3 separate regions of the Mus musculus genome follow, and regions 2 and 3 are each linked to region 1. A link is a contact called in public HiChIP or PLAC-seq data. All regions are on one chromosome and are shown on one strand. The core of a region is the stretch at or near the end of the contact, and the rest is flanking DNA. Distances in the headings are between cores, read along the strand shown.

Region 1 (4,847 bases), core at 984-3,483:
TAAAAAAACACACTCAGAGCAGCACAGGATCTGCCATGCTCATACTCAGGGGCCAAGCCCACGATGGCCTCACTCACTCCAATGCCTCCAGACCTCCTTCTGCGAGGTCTACATTCTGGGTTATTTTCTTCCCTGAGTTATCGTTTTCCAGTTATATAGTCATCTTATTTGAGCACAAGACAAATTATAAACTGGCTCTATTGACTGGACAGGGACTGGAGAGATGGCTGGGCAGTTATGAATCCTTGCTGTTCTTGCAAAGGACCCAAGTTCAGTTCCCAGCCCCCATTGGTCAGCTTACACTTGTAACTAGGGTTCCAAGGAATTTGACACTCTCTTCTGCCCTCCACTGGCACACACTTATACTCAGATACAGGCACATTCATACACATAAATTTTAAAACAAATATTTTTAAATTGGGAAGCCGATAGCTCAGGCAAAGTGCTTTTGGTTTTGGTTTTGGCTGGGTTTTTGTTTGGTTGGATAACTGGTTTGGTTTTGGTGGTTTTGTTTTATTTTTGTTCTGAGGATTGAGGCAAGAGCCTCGTATATGCTAAGTAAGTACCGCACTCAGTGTTTGATTGGGTTTTGGAACCAGAGTTTCACTGTGTAGCCCAAATTAGCTAATAAGCCTCATTAATACACACACACACACACACATACACACACACACACACACACACACACACACACACACACACACACCATAAAAGAGAAAACAGAAAAGAGAAAGAAATTAAATAAAAAATTTTAAAAACTAAAGAATTAGCTAATGAGGCGGGATGATACACATCTCTAATCTCAAAACTTAAGAGATGGAAGCAGGAGGTTCAGGAGTTCAAGGCCATCCCCAGCAGATCAGAGTCTGAGGCTAGCCTCAACTACATGACACCTTGTCCCCCAAAATACTAAAGATGGAAAGGGGGAATTTACTTATTGAATACCACATCAATTTCCAAATTTAAAAAGGCTGCAAAGACAGGTATCGTGGTTCTTGTAACTGCAGCATTTGAGAGGCAGAGGTAGGAAAATCTTGAGTTGAAGGCCAGTTTGGGCTACACGGTGAGTCCCCGATTAAAAACAATCAATCAAACAGGCAAATACTGGATCTAGTGCTTGCTCAGCATGCATGAGTCTCTCAGTTCAATCCTCAGCCCCTCTAAAGAAAAAGAAAGCAAAAACATCAAACCAACTCAATGAACCAAGCAAACAACTTAGAGCTCAAGTGATCCTCCTGCCTCAGCCTCCTGAGTAGCTGGGGTGGTGGGTGTGCCACAGCTCCTGGCTCCTACATCCTTTGGCACTTATTTTTTTCTATTAACTTTTAAATATTTGTTTATTTACTTATTATATGTGAGTACACTGTCGCTGTCTCCACACAGACCAGAAGAGGGCATCAGATCCCATTATAGATGCTTGTGAGCCACCATGTGGTTGCTGGGGATTGAACTCAGGAACTCTGGAAAAGTAACCAGTTCTCTTAACTGCTGAGCCATCTCTCCAGCACCCCACCACCACCACCACCACCTTTCTATAAACTTAACATTAAAGGTAGCACTTGTGCAATTTGAAAAATTATCTTCCACACATACCATGTATAATGCAGCTAGAAAATACTCTAAGGGAACTTAAAACTCTGAGCACTAAGAGATAGAAAAGTGTTTTTCTTATATTTTCTATTTTGCCATAGAGAAATGAAGGAAAGGAGAGAGGCATCCACTTTATGTGTAACAGCTTAATAACTGGAGGAAGAAGAAGGACCCTTGAGGCCAGATGTGTCAACAAGAGGTAAAATTGGAAAGGAAGTCTCCAGAAGTGCTGGTATCTGCCTGTCACCCCTTTATCTGCACAAGATCCCATCAGAAACATTCAACTGTTGGGAGTAGAGCTACACCTATGTCTGTCTCCATAGCAACCCAGATAACAGTAGAGGAAGGGCCAGGTCAAGAATGCCATCCCTCAGGACTCAAAACAGTACTTGTCTTCTACAGCATTATCTTCCTCCCATGGAGGCTACCCTGTGCCCATACAATGAGCCTCCCTGACAGAAACTCCTCTGAGAAGGTTCCATGACAGCCTGAGAGAGCAGACTTTTAACCAAAGCTCCTCGGCTTAGCCCCACCCATGGCCCAAGGAGCCCGCCCATACTTGCTAGATAAAGTCTAATGTAGCTGGTTGACTAACAAAACACCAAGCTTCGCCTGCTTCCTCTGTGTTTGTCTTCAGAGAGCGTCAGAGGCTTAAACCACAGTAGTGGGCGGTCTAGCATAAGAAATTGCTTCTCTCAGACACTGGGAAGAAACACTGAACTTTTTATAGCTCTTGGAAACAAAAAGCCCAAAGAAAGTAAACCTCACACGCTAACCACTAATTGATTTGCATCAGCGGGGGAGAGTTGCGGGCTATCATTAACTCTTGCACTAGCCATTGTCTTAGCAATTATCTAAAACAGTGTTTCACAAACCTTGACACTAACTCAGGCATAAGGAATCTGAGGGTGTGTTCAAACTGGACAAGTGACAAGGTACACCGTGAGTCTCTCCATCCTGACCGGGAAGCTCAAGAAGCAGCCAGGGCTGATATGGGACTTGGATCAGCAGGCATTTCCAGGTAGATTGTCAGGTCCCTTGTCTAAGAGAAGCTCCTAGAATCAAGGCACTATTTCTGTCTTAATATCGCTGGGTATTATTTGTGTCTGTGCATGGTGTGTTTGCTGAGATAGGGTCTCCTGTACTCCAGGCTGACCTCAAATCACAAAGCCAAGGTGACCTTGGACTTCTAATCCTCTTGCCTCCACCACTGGAGTCCTGATTTGTGTGGTATTGGAGAACAGAACCCAGAGCTTTGGGCATACTGCGCAAGCACTCTACCAACTGAATTTCCTTCCCATTTTGCCTTAAAAGGCAACTGTTTTATGTTTGCAAAATGTAGCAATGGGCAAGGAAAATGCCACCCCTGATCTTCAAGGAGTTTTACCTACTGCTGAGCCCCAAGAATACTACTCCTCCCAGCCCCTCTTGATTATCTTGGGCCTTGCTGTGATTTGAATACAGTTCATGACACCTCTCTCCCCCAGGATCTTAGGCAGGAACCCAACTCCTGCAGTTATTTCTATGGTATCAGGAAGGTGGACACTTAAACCCAACTACAGTGTTGGGAGGTGGGGCATCTTTGCAAAGTGAATCCATTAAAATAAGGTCATTATTGAATCCTGGTGGCTACAGAAGAAAAAAAAGAGGAGACAAGATAAACAGATAAGCACTGGCACTCCTGTGTGTCCTATCAAGTGATGCCCTATGCCACTTTGGGATTCTACCTACAAGAAGGTCATCACCAGAGGCTGAGCCAATGGGACTCTGAGCCTCTGAAGCCATGAGCCAAAACAAATGGCTTTGTGAAGTTGCATAGCATCCTGTGATTTATCATAATAAAGCAAAACCAGCAAATACACACCTCAGCTTCCTTATCTGTGTAGGGGCAGCCTTTCTCATGAATTTCCCATGGGTCCACAGATCAGAGGCAAACCATTTGAGCATAGTAGCACCAACCACTCTTTCCAACAGCTCCCACACACGGGGAACATGGGATCCACACCCTGTGTGCTGACATCCCATTCCAAACATGTGCACCAGGCCAGGAGCTGTTCAACAGCACAAGTCTGTGTCTCTGTGTAAGGGTCTCTGAACGATGTCATCTCTAAAAGAGATGGGTGCATCACTTCATTTAGGAAGCTCTCACGAGACAATGCTCAAAGTTGGCTGGCGTGTCTTGAACTGGACCTTCCCATTGCCTGCCTGATGGTAAATATTTGGATTGGCACAATGCCTCTTGAAAATAGTTTGGCAATACAAACTACAAACCTTGAAACATTTCTATCTGTTCCTTTAGTGATTACATCTCAGAGAGCAAGCCTAACGAGATATTCCAAAAACATTTATTCATGACAAGTGTTGGGTAGAAGGATGTTCGCTGCTGTGCTCTTTCTACAGTGACAGCAGCCACAAACAGTTAAAAGAACATTAAAAAGGGATATTTAATAATAGAGGAATGTGTTTTGTTTATTATATTAATAAAAACTGAGGCTGGTGATATCTATGTGTCATACCCTGCTTGTCTGGCATTCTTGAGGCTCTTAGAGTTAGATACACAGCACCATGGGAAAAGTTGAATGTAAAATGGATTCAGTGTCCTGTAACTGTAATTATAATATACATAAGTGTTTTCATATACATGTAAAAATGAGGGACTTTTTACCAGTAGTTGCTTTGGGGTATTGGGATTTAAGATTCAGTATGAATCATAGGTTCACCCTATAATCTGGAGGACAGGCTTGGTGACCATAAAGAAAAAGAGTGATGTTTGCTGAACAATTAACAAAGATTATTTATTGTAAAATAATGAATCCGGATCAGCAACCTAGAAAGATAAATATGGTTTTACTACGTAAGGGGATTTCACAGTAAAATGACAAGCTAAATATATAATTTAGTTTTGCCTTCTAAGTACCACTAGGATGACTGAAATTGGATAAAATCCATGGGAACAAAGAGCAAGAAGAGGCAAAGTGTCAGAATCTGAAAGACATAAGAGAAACGGAGGACTCACCCAAGCAAGAATGAAGCAGACTACAAATCATAACCTCAGACACCTGTGAAAATAAGCTAAGAGTAAGCTGGAGACAGAAGACTGGGAGCCAGCTGTAGTGGTGCATGCTCATAACCCTATATAATACAGGAGGCTAAGGCAGTTGGATCACAAGTTCAAGGCCAGCCTAGACTACATGGTGAGACCCTGTCTTAGAGAAATAGGAGAGTGGGTTAAAGGTCTTAAACAGAAGTAGGAAAGT
Region 2 (4,847 bases), core at 1,313-3,812, 770 kb before region 1:
AGTCAGGGAAAGAGGGGGGAGGTGGGTAGGGAGGTGGGCAGGGAGGTGGACAGGGAGGTGGGCAGGGAGGTGGGCAGGGAGGGAGAATGAATGAGACCAAAGACAAATTGTAAATGAATGAAAAATGTCATAACAAAGCCCATTGTATACTAACCTAAAAACCACGAGGAAAAATAGTGTTGAAGTAAATAAATATTAGCTGGGTATGGTGGTACACGCCTTTAACATTATCATTTGGGAAGCAGAGTCAGGCAGATCTCTGAAAGTTCAAAGTTAGCCTGGTCTACATAGTGAATTCCAGGACAGCCAGAGCTATATGGTGACGTCATGTCTCAAAAAAAAGTATTGTCACTGGGCTCATATAGGTAATATTAGGTAAGTTGGAAACATATTTCTGAAGGAGACTGTGACTGAGGACATATATGATCACTTTGATATTCATATGCATAGTGACCAGGAAGTATTGCAAGTGGGAGGGTCTAAGAAAGACTTACAGAGAACATCAACTTTTCAGATATTCATGGACTAGTTAGGATAGAGTTTCATGTGATAAGGTCTTGTCCTAAAGTCTACTTACTCCAGAGGGGTGGGGAGGGGTGGAGAAAGAGAGAGAGGTGGGGAGAGAGATAAAAGGGAGAGAGAGAAGGTAGAGAGAGGAAGGGTGGATAAAGGAGGAGAGAGAAGAGAGGGGAGAGATAGAGCAAGGAAGAGAGAGACACACTGTTCTACAAGATCAGCAGAGCCTCGTGTCTCCTTCCTGTCCAGTGAATTCTACTCCCTTTCTGGCAGGAGCATAGGACCAGTGCAGGGAGAGACACACTGAAGACTGAGTCCACCTAGCAGTAAGGCCTTACTGTGCAAAGCTTCCTCTCTCTCTGTGCTAAATCAATCAATCTCTCTCTCTCTCTCTCTCTCTCTCTCTCTCTCTCTCTCTCTCTCTCTCTCTGTGTGTGTGTGTGTGTCTGTCTGTCTACAAGAACAGTGTAGTGAGAGACAGAGACAAAGATAGACACACACAGAGACACACATACAGACACACACACACAGAGAAACAGAGAGAGACAGAGACAGACAGACACACACAGAGACAGACAGACACAGAGACAGACAGACAGACAGACAGACAGACAGACACACACACACACACACACACACACACACACACACACACAGATTTAGCACAGAGAGAGAAGAATGGGCCTCTCTTTCCACTGATGGCCGACTAGGCCATCTTCTGATACATATGCAGCTAGAGACACGAGCTCCGGGGGGTACTGGTTATTTCATATTGCTGTTCCACTTATAGGGTTGCAGATCCCCCCAGCTCCTTGGGTACTTTCTCTAGTTCCTCCATTGGGGGATCTGTGATCTATCCAATAGCTGACTGTGAGCATCCACTTCTGTGTTTGCTAGGCCCCGGCATAGTCTCACAAGAGACAGCTATATCAGGGTCCTTTCAGCAAAATCTTGCTAGTGTATGCAATGGTGTCAGCGGTTGGAAGCTGATTATGGGATGGATCCCCAGATATGGCAATCTCTAGATGGTCCATCCTTTCGTCTCAGCTCCAAACCTTGTCTCTGTAACTCCTTCCATGGGTGTTTTGTTCCCAATTCTAAGAAGGGGCAAATTGTCCACACTTTGGTCATCGTTCTTCTTGAGTTGAGAGAAGCCATCTTTAGTCTCTCCCTGTTGCTAGTGTGTACCTCAAGGGACAGGGCTTTGCTCTCATCCTTAGTGTCTCCCTGGGTCTCCCCTGCACCTCCCAAGTCTGACTCTAACAGGACCTGTGGTGAGTCAGATGTCTGGGGAAGCTTGTCTTTGACGAGACCATGCACTCTCCCCTGTAACCATGTTTGTGCAGTACATACCCTTATCGTAGATTAGGTAAACCTTTTTTTTATCACAGTCAGACCAAAGGTGGACTTTGCTTAGCCCTCTCTGGAATCAGCGGCATCTAGTAAGACTTTTCTTGATTAGAAGGATTCGATATTTAGAAGAAAAAAAATGCCAGGCAGACACTAGATGGGGACACATTTTATTCAGCCATGTAATGAATGACATGGCTATTTTAGTTATAAAAGTCGGGAAGGGAGGAGGGGAGGGATAGAGAGTTTCTAACCCATCATCTGCATTCCTCTCTCGGGTCAGCTTTGTGAGTATATATGAATCTCTGAATCTTGACTGATAGTTCTGCTGTGTTGAATCTCCTAGCTATTTTTGGACAAAGCTGTTTTTTGGTTTTTTTGTTGTTTTTGTTTGGACAAAGCTTTTGCATCTATTTTTGGCCCTGAAAACTATGTAGAGCGCTCACACTCAGCAAATCGCGTCCTTACTGTTACCTGCAGGCATAAGAGAGTAATGGATTAGGGAGGTATTAAACGAGCTTACGTTCTCTCCCCTTTCCCCATCACTGCAACATCTTTACAGCCACGATATAACAGCATGAAAATGGACCCGGAAGACTCTGAGTCAACAATGCATGAGAAACAGGAAATCAATGGAAGACCACTCATCACAGGGACAAAATGTTCCTCAATCGACGTCTAAACAGCCCCACCTTCCTTCACGGTCCATTGCTCTGTGACCATGGGCTGAGCCAGTGAGTCAGCCGGCCCATTCAGAATAGTTTCGTGTGGGTGAAAGTTTACACATTAACTGCTTTCTTTTCTATCAGAATACAGCAGAAGTGTCCTAGCCATATGGCTCAGATTAGAAATAAATGGCTGAAATTTACTCCTAGCCGAGGAACCCAAGAATCAAGGCCTTTTCTGGGAGACTTAGGCATAGCTCTTTATGGCAAGGTCTCCCCTGCAGTGAACCCTGATGAGGGAGATGGTCCTTGCTCATCCAAACTCTTTTCTTTGATGCTGGATGTGAATTCATACATCGTACTCAGGGTGAAGCAGGGAATGTCCAGGATGGGAGGCTCATGGTCTGAACACTTGGGACCTATCTAGATACTTCATTAGCATGGAGATCTCCAGGTTTTTGTGTTTTGTTTTTGTTTTTAAGATTTATTTATTTATTTATTTATTTATTTATTTATTTATTTATTTAATGCATATGAATACACTCCCATTGCTCTGTTCAGACACACCAGAAGATGGCACCAGACCCCATTACAGATGGTTGTGAGCCACCATGTAGTTGCTGGGAATTGAACTCAGGACCTCTGGAAGAGCAGTCGGTGCTCTTAACCACTGAGCCATCTCTCCAGCCCAAACTTCAGGTTTTTATGCTATGTGGCCCATTGTCATGGTCCTCTCAGTGGGGTGTCAGGGTTATGTGTTCCAGATCAGGTACTTGGGCAGAGTATTGGCTCCATGCCTGCTGTTCTCAATTCTGAGATTCCCCTGGGTTTGAAAACCTGTTCGACATTGCCAGTTCTTCTGTCTGGTAGCATGGTCCACTTGCCCTAAGGAAAACTAACATTCCTTCATTAGCTTCTCAGCTTGAGTGAGGACTTGTAAGCCCCTCCCACATTGTAATGCAATGACCAGAATACAGCATTCCCCAGTGTTTCTCTCTTTCCCACCCTCCAGCTTCTGCCTCCTCTGCTGCAATGTTCCCTGAGGGTTGGGCATGGAGATGATGGGGTGCTGATATAAATGTCCCATTTAGGGTGAGCGCTCACAGACACTTACTTATTCTCAGCACTTCGGTCAGTTGTGAGTCTGCATTTTTCACCACTCATTGCATTAAGAAGCTTTTTGATCAAAGTCAGAGACAATACACATCCATGGACACAAACGTTAAGTATTTAGAAGGCAGCTTGACAGTATGGCCACTTAGCAATAGTTAGTTCTATCAAGGGCCCATGACCTCCTCCCCAGCCGTGGGACTTGGAGAAGTTTTCCACTAACAGGCACAGATTTCTCTCTGCAAAGCAGGCCTCCAGTCCAGTCAGAAAGCAGCTGGTTACCAGCATGACAGCCATGGCTCTATTTCATCCATGAGCGCATCTTGCTTAATAGGTTGACATTACAATATGGAAGCTTTCTTGCCCAGTTCACGTTGTTTTCTTTATATCCTGCAGCTGACATGTATGGTGTCTGCAGCAATAGGGTCTTACCATCTAGCTAGCAAGCGCTTTATCCAAAATATATAAAGAACTCAAGAAGTTAATCACCAAAACCCTAAAGAACCCAATCAAAAATGGGGTATGGAACTAAACCGAGAATTCACAATGGAGGAATCTCGAATGGCTGAGAAGCACCTAAAAAAATGTTTAAAGTCCTTAGTCATCAGAAAAACGCAAATCTAAACAACCCTGAGATTCCACCTTACACCAGTTAGAATGGCTAAGATCAAAACCTAATGTGACAACACATGATGGAGAGGATGTGGAGAAAGAGGAACACTCCTCCATTGCTGGTGGGATTGCAAACTGGTACAACTCTGGAAATCAATCTGGAGGTTCCTCAGAAAATTGGAAATAGATCTACCTGAAGACACAGCTATGCCACTCTTGGGAATATACCCAAAAGATGGCCCACCATGCTACAGGGGAACGTGTTCCACTATGTTCATAGTGGCTTTATTTGTGATATCCAGAAGCTGGAAAAAACCTAGATGTCCCACGACAGAAGAATGGATACAGAAAATGTGATTCATTTACACAATGGAGTACTACTCCTCTATTAAGAATGAGGACATCTTGACTTTTGCAGGCAAATGGATGGAACTAGAAAATATCATCCTGAGTGAGGTAACTCAGACGCAAAAGGGCATGCATGGTATGTACTTACTAATAAGTGGATATTAGCCAAAACAAAAACAAAAACAAAACAAAAACCCCATACAGAACACACAAGTTATAGTCCACAGAATTCAAAAGGCTCTATAA
Region 3 (4,847 bases), core at 1,721-4,220, 650 kb before region 1:
ATTCTCCTGCCTCTACTTTTCAGTGGATGGGATGAAAGGTGTGTGCCATTATGCCTGGCCAGCAAGTACCCTTAGCTACCGAGACAACAAGTTACAAATATAACGTTTAAGGTGCTGGAGAGATAGTTGAGCAGTTAAGAGCATGTACTGTTCTTGCAGAGGACCTGAGTTCAGGTCTCAATACTCACCTCCAGCTTCAGAGACTCTGTCACCCTATTCTGACATCCACAGGCATCCACAGTCACAGGTACACACACATATATCCACATACAAACAATATGTGTGAGTGTATGTGTGTGTGTGTGCACACATGTAGTTTTAAAGGCTACTATAGACTAATTATAAATTTAAATATCTCAATAATAGATTTCAATTTAGTAACTGGATAACGATTTTCCTCACTGTCAGGTCTATATTAAGAATGTTGTTGAACAGGAGTGGGGGAACCGGGGCTCTTTTATTATTCTTTCTGTCCCCTATGGGGAGCCTGAGGTAAAGTTGAGGTTTTAGCTCCGTGGTGTCTCACTTGTGGAAGGTCTTTATCAGTCTTCATCCAAACCTTTCAAGTCAGTGGAGGCCCTGCCTTCTCCAGAAGGGCTGATGTCTCTTTGCCTCGCCCTGCTGGAGTCCTGTGATGTTACCTATGTGTGGACAGGTTAACCAGAAAGAAGCAGCTGGCTCCCATATTCTCTGTGAGCTTGACTACCACTTCTCTGTCCCTCGGATGTCATTAACCCTTACGACTTATATAGAAAGGATGTCATTTCAATACACTTAGGCAATGTAGTTAGGGTATGAGAGAGGAGGGAACTGTTCATATTCTAGTTGGTCAGTGAGAGGGAATTTGGCTTCTTGATCGGGTGTGAAGAAAGAAAAGAGCGGAAAGGAAGGAAGGAACACTGTGCGAGGAGAACGTTCCAGAGAACATTCCCACGAGTACTAGGAGTGGTGTGATATTTTTTTTTTCTTTGGAGATAAGGATTCACTCAGAATCCCAGGCTTGCCTTGGGCTGGCAGTGCCCATTCTTCAGCCTTGTGAGTATTGAGTGTTGGATTATAGGCTTGTGCCATCGTGCCTGGGTATGCGTTTGGTTTTTAGGAGTAGATTAATTGGATAAAGGGCCAATCACTCAATGAGAAATTACTCGAGTTAATCTCCTTTCTTGTTGGCACAGCTATTTCTCACCCACACCCGAGTGTCTGGTGTCTTCTGTCCTCACAATACTCTAAAGAGTTGGGTTTTTTTTCCTCCTCCAAAAGACATAGATTTGAATGAAGGAAGCAGGGAAAATAACCTATTGAGTATTTTAGTGGTGCTCACAGTAGTTCTCGAGACATTGAACTCTCCCTAAACAATGGTTTAAAAATGGCTTCAGAGGATCTCTGAGACCCATCTACAGTCAGCCAGAGAGTAGATTTGAGTTTGAACTTGGGATTCCTGACTCCTTTCATCATCTTCTTCTGTGTCCTGCCTACAGTGGAAACACCACTCAAGTTATTTGTTTCGCTTAGCGCATGCCAACACATCAACGGAGACGCCGGCATCCTCCCAAACCCAGCTTTACTCTCTCCCTGGCCTTTCTGCCGTTTCGTTTATCCAGGTCCTCTCTGCTCACTAAACAGTGAGTGTTTGAATAAGGTTTAAAAACACGAAGCTTGTACGTTCTGAGTGCTAGGTCAAACGTCTATCATTTTGTCTTCCTTGTCACCTCCGTCGTGAAGAACCTCGGACCCCGTCTGTCTGCTTTGCGCCCTTCTCAGCCGTCACTCCCACACGCTGTCACTTCTAGCTCTTCTCAAACTCCCTCATCATTCCTGATGCCAGCTTCGCTGGAGATCCCCTGTTACTCCTTCCTCCCACAGTATTGTTAACACACAATGGAGATTTCGCTTAGAAAGGAACAGGCCCTATGTGCAGTCACACTTACTGCTGTGGATTAGCATTTGTTACGCTTACATAAACGACTCTGCTTAGCTCTCAAATCCTTAGCTTCACCCAAAGCTTCCATGCTTCAGTGGATGTGATGATTCACAGTCTCTGCCTTCAGAATTTCCCCAAATTGCTCTATGTCCTTTGACTTCTAAAAATGATTTTTGCCCATTGGCATTTAAAGAGCAGAGTGGGTTCTGGTTTCTTCTATTAGAGCTGTGGTTTGGGCATCTCAGGAGTCAACAGAGGGTCTTCCTGGATATTATCCTCTTCCTATAAGAAAGTTTCTATAGAAATGGGGAGATTTCTTAGCTACCACGTTCAGTGGGGCTGGCAATCTTTCTAGTGTCTAAACTAGATTCAGTATTGCCCGAATGTGATTCCCTAGGTGTTTTCTCTAAAGTAGAGACTAATATGTTCCATGTTCCCCACAATCAGCTCTGACGAGCAACCAAAAGGAGTGAGTGTAAGTCTGAGTGAATAGTTCACTAAATAATTTTAATTTTTTTAAAGGAGGCAAATGTAACAGGGCTTAGTCAGGAGACATGAACTACACACATGATTTGCATTGAATTAATTTAAAACAATTTTTAACTAAGTTGTTGGTTAGGTGATTAAAAAGGTTTAAAGAAACTCCTACGACATCATAAGTTTAGTAAATGCAGAACATGTGCATTTTAAAAGAAAGAAGGAAAAAAGAAAGAAGGAAAAAGAAAACATACAGAGTTAGAGAGGATGTTACCCTGAAGAGTGAAACGCATTTTGGGAAAGGTGTGGCAGGCTTAGCTCGTGTCATGGGCTGAAAAGAGCAGTGGAGTTAGTTCTATAGAGTGGAGAGAACTACAAATGGAACCCAGGTACTGCCAGGGCAAGGATGCGTGCCTGCTGGATCGAGGCAGCGAATCTGAGGTGATAACGCTGGCACCAGCTGACAAAGGAGTAAGCAGAAAACAGTAAAGAGGAAGGGACAGGACCCTACTCTGCAGACGGCGCGGTTTTCCTCTCTTGCCCCCTAGTGGTCAAGTCTAGCACAGCCACTGGCAGAGCAACAAAGAGGTTTACTGAGTACCACTACAGGCATCTCAGAGATTGCCACAGAGGTCAGAATGGAGGAGCTGAGAAATTCAAGACAGTCATCCTTAGATATCCTGAATCTCCACACATCATTGACTTCTAGTTTCTTTTCTCTCTCTAAATTACATCTATCTTCTACCTATCTGTCTGTCTATCTGTCTTAGTCTCTCTCCTCCCCCCCCCCCGCCCCCTCCTATCCTGTTTATGTGTGAGTATGCACTTGTGGAGGTCAGAAGACAACTTTCAGGAGTCGATTCTCTCCTTCCACTGTGTGGCTCCTGGAGCTCAAACACAGGTTGTCAAGCCTGGGTGTCAAGTACATTGTCTGCTGAGCTATCTCACTGGCTCTCTGGCTTTCTTTTTGAGACAGGGTTTCACACTGTAGACCAGGCTGGCCTGAAACTCAAAGCAGTTTTTCTGATTGAGCTTTTGGAGGGCTGAGATGACAGGCCTGACTCTGTTCCTTACGTCATTGCCTCTTCCTAAAGTGGTACTCATGTTTGTATTGTATTGTATTGTATTGTATTGTATTGTATTATTTTGTTTTGTTTTGTTTTACATATGCCTGTCTTGTGCACATGTACATATGTGTGAGTGTATGTGGAGACCAGAGGTTAATGTGGAGTGTCTGCCTTTACCACACTTCATCTTATTTTTTGAGACAAAGATCTCTTACTGAAAGTGAAACTCAAATAGACTGGCTGGCCAGTAAGCCTATCCTATGTCAGCCATATATATATACAACATTATATAATATATAATGATTGTCTAATAATACATTATAGACACGTATATTAGAGCTAAGGGTTCCAGAAACTTATGTTGGAGTTGGGTCTGGTGATGCAGGTTAATAAGCCCAGTGGGCAGTGAATGAAGGAATCTTAGTCTTCAGCTGAAACACGGTGGTCTACGGTCTGTCTCCTCAGTCTGTGGATGTTTAATAGAAATAACCACATTTGACAACTGTGACAATTCCCACGTTTGTGCACAGACCCAAAGAACAAATTTCAGCCAAATGACAAGAAGTAGAAGGCCTTAGTAGGAGCTGCTTGCTGTTCCCTCAGGTATTAGGATAATCAATCCAGAATTTTGACAGTTGAGAGGGCAATCCTTGAAGATGGATACCATTACGAAGGACATGAAACTAGCCAGGATGCTGGTACATTACCCATTTAGCTCACATTTTTTTCCTTCTGAGCAGACCAATTTGGGAGAGTAATAAAATAACTGTATACTATTATCTTAAAGTCATTCAGCTAGTGACCCCAATTGGCTCCGATATCCAAGATGAGTATTTCTAATGGGATGAATTAACCCAGAGTGCAACTGAAAATGCTGTTTGGAAACATCCATCCTCACATCAGGGTATAGCTTGTCTTGACCCAGTGCGATTAAACAGTAGCCTTCCTTTTATTGCCTCAGGACTATACCAGCCCTCCTGCTCTGTCATAATGTACACTGCAGGAACTTAGTCACTGAGACCTTCCACTCGCTCTATCAGTCTGTTAGCTGGATGATATCATGCTGACTACTTCTGATAAGCATGAAGTAGAAAGCAGTAGATCTCTTAGCAAAGAGGCAAATCCTCAAAAAAAATAACCCCAAACAAAAACAAACAAACAAACAAACAAACAAATAAAAAACAAAAACAAAAGAAAAAGAAAGAAAGAAAGAGAGAAAGAAAGAAAGAAAGAAAGAAAGAAAGAAAGAAAGAAAGGAAGGAAGGAAGGAAGGAAGGAAGGAAGGAAGAAAACCATTATTTCAGTGGAGTTTCTTAGAGTTCAGTTGTACAGAGCATGCTGAGATCTCTAACACTGGAGACAAATTGCTCTACTTGGAACTA

Evidence for each region. HiChIP or PLAC-seq counts read pairs in DNA pulled down with a chosen protein or histone mark.
Region 2: a contact with region 1 is called in an HNF4G HiChIP or PLAC-seq map of pancreatic cancer cells. The contact joins two enhancer-like sites. A contact is called at or near these places in 3 of 15 datasets of contacts at CTCF or cohesin (the NIH/3T3 cell line, embryonic stem cells and large pre-B cells), 2 of 484 Hi-C or Micro-C datasets (embryonic stem cells and nephron progenitors), 2 of 115 datasets of contacts at active chromatin or transcription factors (astrocytes and pancreatic cancer cells) and 1 of 9 other capture datasets (embryonic stem cells).
Region 3: a contact with region 1 is called in an HNF4G HiChIP or PLAC-seq map of pancreatic cancer cells. The contact joins two enhancer-like sites. A contact is called at or near these places in 10 of 39 promoter capture datasets (the C10 cell line, the HPC-7 cell line, cranial neural crest and 6 more), 2 of 115 datasets of contacts at active chromatin or transcription factors (astrocytes and pancreatic cancer cells) and 2 of 9 other capture datasets (embryonic stem cells and liver).

What each region holds. Positions count from the first base shown.
Region 1 is chr11:100,219,693-100,224,539 of GRCm38.p6, forward strand. No RefSeq gene overlaps it. Among named protein-coding and RNA genes, the nearest start is that of Krt14, 15 kb to the left of the region's middle. Within about 2 kb of position 2,234, at least 10 of the 459 cell types and tissues checked have an H3K27ac peak or open chromatin away from gene starts, as enhancers often do. A contact at or near this core is called in pancreatic cancer cells, where this site is marked.
Region 2 is chr11:99,452,394-99,457,240 of GRCm38.p6, forward strand. No RefSeq gene overlaps it. Among named protein-coding and RNA genes, the nearest start is that of Krt20, 17 kb to the left of the region's middle. Within about 2 kb of position 2,563, at least 22 of the 459 cell types and tissues checked have an H3K27ac peak or open chromatin away from gene starts, as enhancers often do. A contact at or near this core is called in pancreatic cancer cells, where this site is marked.
Region 3 is chr11:99,571,376-99,576,222 of GRCm38.p6, forward strand. No RefSeq gene overlaps it. Among named protein-coding and RNA genes, the nearest start is that of Krtap3-1, 7.2 kb to the left of the region's middle. Within about 2 kb of position 2,971, at least 17 of the 459 cell types and tissues checked have an H3K27ac peak or open chromatin away from gene starts, as enhancers often do. A contact at or near this core is called in pancreatic cancer cells, where this site is marked.